Linked DNA regions of Sus scrofa: all the other regions are linked to region 3. Evidence: chromatin contacts called from public Hi-C and targeted proximity ligation data. All regions are on one chromosome and are shown on one strand. The core of a region is the stretch at or near the end of the contact, and the rest is flanking DNA. Distances in the headings are between cores, read along the strand shown. Region 1 holds the start of HNRNPLL (heterogeneous nuclear ribonucleoprotein L-like). Region 2 has its middle 68 kb from the start of HNRNPLL. Region 3 holds the start of ATL2 (atlastin-2).

What was found. Hi-C and Micro-C count contacts between places; a contact is called where the count stands out from the background.
Region 1: a Hi-C map of liver shows a contact between it and region 3, with 3 times the contacts expected there. A contact is called at or near these places in 4 of 47 Hi-C or Micro-C datasets (heart right ventricle, liver and skeletal muscle) and 1 of 2 datasets of targeted methods (skeletal muscle).
Region 2: a targeted proximity ligation map of skeletal muscle shows a contact between it and region 3. A contact is called at or near these places in 6 of 47 Hi-C or Micro-C datasets (embryonic fibroblasts, epiblast stem cells, omental adipose tissue and 3 more) and 1 of 2 datasets of targeted methods (skeletal muscle).

What each region holds. Positions count from the first base shown.
Region 1 is chr3:101,752,012-101,754,936 of Sscrofa11.1, reverse strand. It overlaps HNRNPLL (heterogeneous nuclear ribonucleoprotein L-like), which reads right to left and starts at 1,607. Exons shown (of 11, transcript XM_021087609.1): 1 at 1,068-1,607. The coding sequence starts at 1,253. It overlaps LOC102164129 (a long non-coding RNA gene), which reads left to right and starts at 1,783. Exons shown (of 6, transcript XR_002342766.1): 1 at 1,783-1,916.
Region 2 is chr3:101,819,790-101,822,595 of Sscrofa11.1, reverse strand. It overlaps the pseudogene LOC110260126. Among named protein-coding and RNA genes, the nearest start is that of HNRNPLL, 68 kb to the right of the region's middle.
Region 3 is chr3:101,955,643-101,958,443 of Sscrofa11.1, reverse strand. ATL2 (atlastin-2) reads right to left here and starts at 1,255. Exons shown (of 14, transcript XM_005662612.3): 1 at 1,088-1,255. The coding sequence starts at 1,205.

The DNA of each region.
Region 1 (2,925 bases), core at 358-2,857, 200 kb after region 3:
TTGTAAAAGGTGAGAAACATCTTAAAATATATGTGAACAATTTCGTAAATTTCGGCTAAAGTGAGCTTTAAAAAAATCACAATTAAAATGTTTCAACTGTTAAAAGAACATCTAATCATCAAGACAGCTTAAGTGCACCAAAAAGAACAAAAATGTTTGCTTTGTTCCCTTAAAATCTCCATCCAACGGAAGCTGAGTTACCACTTGCTGTGAATAAAACGATTTTCACATTCCTTCTGCCTCCAGCTAATCTTTCTGATGAGAGAAATAAGAATCTAGGAACGTGTGTTTGATGCAGTCCTGAATTCAGTTCCGCTTTTCGTGGAGCGATTTGGAACAAACTGCCCGTGAAGAACTGAGGTGATTTTAAGATTCATTTTACTTGGAAGTAGTGGTGTGCGAACACCTACCAACATATTTTCTCACCGAAGAGCTAAAAACTGTACTGAGCAATAATCATGAAACTGGGGAGCAAAATATGTGCGCCAGGCCAGCCAAGAATAAAAATTTTCTAATTAAATCCTTGGAAGACGCGGAGGGGGGGGGGGGGCAGTGTGAACGCCGGAGCGTAATCTGTCACTTAGCTACGGTTCTCCTCAAAACCCAGGCGAAGAGAGCCCCGGGCGGAACCGACGCCACCATCCTGTGATCGGGACCGGCGCGCAGATGCTGGAGCAAGGGACTGAAGGGAGCGGGTCGTCGGACGCGGGCCACTCGCCCGCAGAGTTAAAACAAAGGGCTAATCGTGCACCCGAGTTCCCAGGAGCGGAAGCGGCAACGCCTCCCCAGCCGCCGGGCCCCGCGACCCTTCCCAAGTTCAGGGCCGGCAGCGGACTCGCGGCGGGGCCTGCGGCCAGGCCGAGCCTAGATTCGCGATCCAGGTGCTGGAAACAGGTAGGGCAAAGGAAAAAAGACGCAAAGAGAAGAGCCGGCGCTTCCCAACCTGGTCAGCGCAGCAAAATGGGAAAATGAGGCGGGCGGAAGGACTCGGGGCCGAGTCCCCGCCGCGGGGCCCTGCTTCCCGGGGAGCCGCCAGGCACCGAGGACCCGGCGCCGCGCTTTGTTACCGGCTGTGAGAAGCTCCGGCCGCCGCTGCCATCGCCCCCGCTCCGGGGCGTCGCTTCCCGGCGATTCTCGCCTTCCTCCGCAGAGTAGTCGATTTCTCCCTCCTCGGTCTTGAGGCGCTTGGCCTGGCTCTCGTATTCCCGGTCCTCCTCATACGTCTCCCTAGGGGAGGATGAGGAGGAGGACATGGCGGCGGCCGGAGAGACCGGCCGGCAGGCGTGTGGGGGTGGCGGCGGGGCGCGGGCCTCGGACGCCGCCGGCCAGTCCTCGCCACCCGCAGCGCTTCTTCAGAAAAGGTCTGTGCGGCCGGGCGTCCGCGGGGGCCGCGCGCCCTGGAGCCGGGTGGGTGCAGAGAGCGGGCAGGATGAAGGGGGCGCTCCAGGAGGAGGCTCCGGAGCGGCCGCTCCCCTTTATCACAGAGCCAACATTCAGCCTCTCCCTCTTCCTCCGTCTCCAAAGCCTGCCCTGGGGAGCGAATCTAAGGATCGGGACGCGACCGTTGCTTCCGGTCTTCCCTCCTCCCCTAATCCGCTCCTTGCCGCCCAGGCCGAGCCTCCACCCCCGCCTTCGCGGCCGCCGCAGAGGATCAAATCCAGCAGCACCCCGCGGGAAGCGCCCCCCAGCCCGGGCCTTGCTCTCTATTGGCAGAGGGAAAAGTCGACCAGGCTTCCAATTGGCTCTAAAGGCCGTTCGTCAAAAGCTGCCCACTGTCAGGCCTCCTCCCCCCCCCCCCACTCCGCGCCTTCAGAACTCGCCGCTGGCCTGCGAGTGACGACCGAGCAGCACCTGCAGCGCAACGTCCTGGAGCGGTTGCTACACCGCGGCCGTTAGCGCTGTTGGGCCAACCGGAGGTGAGGCGCGGGGCGAACCCCGGCGGGCCAGGAGGCAAGCAGTGGGACCGGGGCTGCGGGTGTTAACCGCCCTCCCGCTAATTTAAATGCTTTTATTACTTCTCTTCAAAAGAGAAAATCCCTACAGATGTACCTCACACAGCCCTAAAGCTCCGGGAGGTGAAGCGAGCAAAGGGCTTAGAGCCGTGAAAGTAGCCTTCTCCCATTGTTGTGTGCAAAATCTCATCCAAGTGGACGGATTCTCTCCCCGCCGCTAGGTAGATGTTCGAGAACAGTCAACATGCACTGAAGTGCGGGTCTAAAGAAGACGCTCCACACGGGCGACTGTCAGTTCGATCAGTTAGTACTCGTGGGTCTTCTGGACTCTTCTTTCCTGACAATTATAACGAGGGGTCTTGTATCAAGTCCCTGCCCCAACTAAATGTGCTTTAAACCTTCCATATAAAGTTTCATCCTTCATCTCAACCTTTTCCTTTCTGGGCGATCGATTTATTTCACATTATCATTTATCTTTTAAAAGACACGAAAGCCTATCAAAGTTGTCCTTTGGACCACACACAGCTTGTTTCCTCTGTGGAGCCCTGAGGCCTCCTCAAGCTTCTGGTTGCCGCTTTCCCCTTTTGAAACGGTGCCCTTTATAAGCTACCTATTAGGATATTCTGTTTTAAAAACTAGACGCGCTTGGAGACAGGAACTGGGCTTTTCTCATCTTTGCAAACCCAGTTCCTGTAACAGTCCCCAGCACAAGTTACATGCTCAACAAGGCTGAATGAGTGGGCCTTGGGAAATAAAGGTCCATTATCTTTCAGGAGAGGAACTGGCAAATCTAACGCAACCTAACTGCCTTCTGTGACTTAATCCTTGGAGAGTTGCCTGGGATCGAGTCATTTAAATGTTTCTGATATCCTTGGCGGTCAGATGCTTCCCAAAATGTGGCTCTTCCTTTCCTAATGGTGTGGATTGTTTCCTCCCCAGCCTATTCTCTCTCCTTTCCAAAGTTATTTCCTAA
Region 2 (2,806 bases), core at 241-2,740, 140 kb after region 3:
TCTATCGCTAACCTCTGGGTGCTCTCACTTCAATTACCAAGTCAACACTGCCCTGGTACCCAGGGGCTACAGCTGTTTGTCACAGCTCTGGTCTAACAATGGACACCATGCCTCCCCTTGTCTGTTAGTTTTCTCTTGGCTATGCTAAGACCAAGTGGCACTGCCAGCATGGGGGTCAGCTACACCATAGCTAATTTGTCCCGAATTCAGAGGCTCTAATCCAATTCACTCAGTATCGGAGAGACCTAAACACTTGCCCAAAGGGGCTGAAACAAGTCTTCACTAATCCCTCTTGGGTCCCTCATTTCTACACCATCCTCCAGCCCTGCCCCCAGAGGTTGCCTCACTGGAATTTGGCCCCCTCAATCTCTATGCAAAGTGAGATCACCAGCTCTGCAGCCCACCCAAGTAGTCCCTGCTCAGATCTCAGAATCAGATTTGAGAAATATTCCTCTTCCTTAATGGCATGATGTAATGAATGACCTCACCCTTCAGATAGGACCCTGCCTTTTCATGAAGAGGGATGCCCTTAAGCACAACAACACAATGTTCACGAAGTAAACTAGATGACCTGCCTAGTCTTGAGCTAGGAAAGGCCCCCAAAGACTTGGGCCTTCCCTGCAGTACCTCTAGGCAGGTCTGGATGAGGGGCCACCTTGGAGGGGCTGCTCTCCCTCTGCAGCACCTGCTTTGTATAACAGGAGGTGCCAAGCAGCATATGGCTTATGGCCTGCAAGCTTCAGAGAGCCCAGGAAAGAGCTTCCTTCAGGACATGCTTAGCTTCATGGCAGTACAGACCATAGGAAAGGGACCATGTGCCACAGAGAGTTGCCTTCAGGTCCAGGCAGCCAGCAATTCTCTTTTGTGTGGGTAGAAAGTTCTGCAGGTCTCACTGATCTTCTTGGCAGGCTAATGGGACAGGGAGAATGGGTACTTACACACCTGCTCTGATGGGGACTGAACCCCTGCCCTCTGCCAGGGCCTCAAAATACTTTTCTGCCTCTCCAGTTGTGCCACTTTCCTCCAGCACCAAGGGGGAGGGCTGGTCGGCCAAGTGAGGCGTCCCAGAACTTGTGCAGGAGGTCTGAAAGACTGCGGCCAGATGCCCTTCCACACGCTCTGGTCAGCATTGCTTACTTCATAGGTTACAGCTCTGGAGGTCATCACACATGCTTTTCACAAGCCTAGCTGGCTGTTGTGAGGGGGGAAAAATTATATAAGTCCAGCTTTAATACCCCTCCTGGAAAGAAGTGAGAGTACAAAGAAATATGCATGTACATATTCATATATATACACATTAATTTTAAGTACTTGTAAATTTTAAGAGCTCATTTTAAGAGTTCTTAGGCAAAATCACCCCCTCTTAATTGAATTTCCACTTCTTGAAGGTGGAAGAGATTCTGAGGGGAACCCTGGCTTCGGCTGGGAAGGAGGATCCCTGGAGGGAGCGTTCACTCAGTGTCCCTGGCCCGGGCCCAGATCGCCCCCTGGAGGCCTACTCCGCTCGGACAAGAGTTAAAGGATGGCCCATCTGCCTTCGGTTTGTAACTGCAGGACTTGGACACCCTTCTTGGTCCTCGCAGGAAGGCTGTGCGGACCCTCAGACTCGTGGGATCCAACCGCCCTCGAAGGGCCCTGCACCCCACTCGGCGGAGGCAGCTTTGCGGGGACTTATGGCCACCAGGTGGCGCGACGCGGCGGCTGGCGCGCCGCTCCGGGTGGGGGTCTGAGTGGAGGATCCGGGGTAACTGGCCTCCTGAGCCAACCCGCGCGACCGCATACCCAGAGCTGTCCCAAGCGCCCAGCGCCTGGGGCCACAGGGGATAGGCGGCTTCAACAGAGTTGTTGAACAGTCTTGTAACAGTATTTTTTCACCCCACCCACCACCCACCAAATCAATTTAAAAATAAACGATAAACTGATAAGGGAAGTTGTTGGCCACAAAGTACAGATCAGCTTGAATACAGGTAACAGCAGCTGTGTTGTTTAAGGAGCGTGGGTTCTAATTTGCTTAACGACCTTGGGCACATTATTTAACCTCCATCTCACCTTGTTGCCTCATCGGCAAATGCCAATAATTTACATAGAGCTTACATCATAGGGTTGTTGACAGGAATTAAATTGAATTAAATGTATGTAATATATGTACAGATTAAATCATATATACATATAAAATACATATTTACATCTATACATTATATAAAATACATAATTATATGTATAAATACATAAATATGTGACATAGTTATATGTCAAGCACAGAGTAAGCACTAATAATGTTAGCTATGTATTATATTTTAGTATGCAACTTCTACAAACTATTTATTTTTGTCTTTTTGCCTTTTCTAGGGCCGCACCTGCAGCATATGGAGGTTCCCAGGCTAGGGGTCTAATCAGAGCTGTAGCTGCCAAGCCTACACCACAGCCACAGCAACGTGGGATCCGAGCTGCATCTGCGACCTACACCACAGCTCATGGCAATGCCGGATCCTTAACCCACTGAGAAAGGCCAGGGATCAAACCTGCAACATCTTGGTTCATAGTCGGATTCATTAACCACTGAGCCACAATGGGAACTCTGACAAATTATTTATTTTTAAAAACATCTTTCATTCAAACAAGAGAAAGTCATACCTTGGGGGAGGGTTTGTTAATTTTTTTATGGAAATTTTCAATAGAGAAAATAGTATAATAAACCCCCATGGACCTATCACCTAGTTTCAATAATATCAACACATGGTCTGTTCTGTTTCATCTATACCCCACATCCTTTCCCCCTAGTCAGCTGCAAATCCCAAATGTCCTA
Region 3 (2,801 bases), core at 6-2,505:
AAAAAACAAAAAAAAACTCCTATCTATGCTATTGCCATACTTACCTAACCATAAACTTTTACTATTTACAAGTCTTTAAAAAACTTTATGCCTTTAAGTACCACCAAAATACTCAATCAGGATTTCAGGCGTTCAATTCACATCATAGTGAAAGATCAAATGCTAAACTCCTAAAAATAGGGGTGTTATGAGAGGGACACACAACACCCCGCTGCCAAGGCAAATGCGTCTTCGGGGGCAGGGGCACTCCTTGAACACGTACAGTAAGAGTTCACATTCAGCAAAACCAGGGAGCGAAGGATCAGGTGATTTCGCACCACCAACACTTTCAGTCTAACCAGGCCTTACTATGTTCTCAGTACTAGCACACAGCACATAAACCCCAGTTTTGACAATTAAACCCGAACTTGCATCCTAGCCACGCGTTACCCACTTGAATGGGTCCGGGAACCGAGGGGCCACGAACGCGGGCCCCAGAGCACAGCCTTGGCCTGCGGACTGCGGTTCCCTCCTGGAAGGGCGTCTGGAGAGCTTTCCGACCTGGCAGCGAGGTGTCCGCTCCCCCAGTGCGCTGCGCGTCCTCCTCCTCCACGGGGCCCATCACGACCTGGATAACCCTTCCTCCCTTTCCCCGCGAGGAACAGAGAGCATTAAGTGCCGGCCTAATGACAGGTCGTCCAGCAGCTTCCGAAGAGCCTTAGGACCGAGCCACGCCGCAGCCTAGCTCCCCGCGCCCCGGGTCGGCGGCCCCTGCTCAAGGCCGCCCCCTCAGGTCGGGGCGGACCCAGCCACAGCCACGCGGCGGGCGGGCGGCGGACAGGGGGCCGGGCCGGGCGCAGCGGCGCGCGAGCCGCCAGTACACTCGACAGCTGCGGGAGCCGCCGCCACGGGGCCGCCCTTTCGGGCCGCGCGCTGCTGGAGCCCGGGGCGCGGCGGGGGCTAGGCCCGGCGGCCAGACGCGGCGGCAGAAGGAAGCTGAGCCAGCCGCGGACGACGACCCCGCCGCCTGCGGCCGGTGCCCGCGAGCTCGAGCGGCTCTAGCCCTCTCACCACCCGGCCCTGCGGCCTCCACCGCGCCGGCCCGTACCTAGGAGGGTCGTGGACGAGACGTGGTTAACCGCGGTGTTTGGGTCACTGGTCCGCCGCCGGCGCCGCAGCCCCAGGTGCGGCTGCTGCCTCCGCGCTGCCTCGTCCCCCTCCGCCATCTTGTACCGATTTAAAATTAACTCCCCACTGACGTCAAACGCCGCCGCCGCTTTATCAACCTCCCGGGAGCCGGCGGGGCGCCGTTGGGTCCTAGCGCCGCCCTCAAGCTACTCCTCCTGGTCCTCCCCACGCCCTCCCTCGTCCCGCCCCTCGGAGCCCTCGCTCCGCCCCCGCTCTGCTTGCAAGCCTGCCTGCTGCTCGGTTTTCCCAGCCTTCCACTTTGGGGAGAACTTGGGCAGCGTTCCACCCCGACAGTCTCACACTCCCACCGCCCTAAGCTCATTGCCACACCTCAGCTCTGGACTAGGCTGTGTAAACGAAGAAGGATTCTCCGGAGAGCCAAGTCCCTCCTTCCTAATTCAGTAACCCAATTCTCTTGACAGCTCTTCTCCATGATCGTTGACTCGTGCACTGCACGTGAGGTTGCTTTCACACTCCTTTCCTTCTCTCCCTTTTATTCCCACCTCCTCCCACAGCTGTGCTCCCCCTCCTCCCTTCTTCGTTCCTCCTTCCCCCACCCCCACACTCCCCGCCACACTATTGCTGGTGCCCTGCTTTTCCTCATGTTCTTTCTTGCACAAGTCTCCAATGTTGTTTCCCATCCAGAGACCATCCTATGGTTCGTTTGCCATCGCTTCCTTCTAATTATGAGACCCTCCTCTTATCTTCTTAACTGTGCATACCCTTGCCTTCCTGCTCCTAGCCCCTTACAGGGGCAAACCAGAAAGCATTCTAATCATAAAAAGACTTGTAGCAGGTCCTTTCCGAACTGTGATAACCTTCTTCAAGGGGTCCAGTGACATCTTATAGAAAGTTCAGGTCGCTTTTAAAAGGAAAGCCACCCTTTGGAGACTTCTGTGAAACAGTCCCTATTCTTTTGGGTGTTTACCATTATCGCCAGCTGCATTAGATTCTCCTTTTCTCTGGTAAAGACATGTGTCCAGGTGTCCAAACCGCTGTCTTGGACAGGTCTTCTCACAGCCCTTCATCCTGAATGACCACTACAAAAGCATTGATGTCATCAAAGCTTACAGGGTACCATTCTAGAAGGGGGGTTGTTGGGCCATTTCTTTATTCATCTGTTTTTGTATTAATAGAAAGGGATTTGGGGCTCCTCCTGGACCTCCTAACTCCCTGCATCCTGGTTCGATGCCCCTGGTCCAACCTAAGCACCAAGTTGTAAGCCCTGTTTGATGATGGATTTCCTGTCATAATCTCCCTATAAGGCATCTATTTAATATTGCCTGCAGTCTGCTTTATACAGGGTATTATCATCTGAGGTATGAGAGAAGATGCAAAGATGAGTATTTTTGCCAGCAAAGAATAAATTTCCAGTTAGAATTAGCAGCTAACTTAGTACTGAGCCCACTCCATCAGGGACCCCCAGAGTTAAGGCTGCACTGCTAGTCAAGTGACCTCCTAGCCAGTGTCCTTTCCACTAGGAAACAGTTTATTTCATAGGCTACTACAGTGCCCTGGACAGGTCCAAGTCTCCTGACTCTAAGGAGGGTAAAGAAGCCAAACACAAGTACTGTCAAGAGACTGAGCACTATCCCATGGTCACCTCAAATCCATATGTTTTAAGGGCCTTCCTC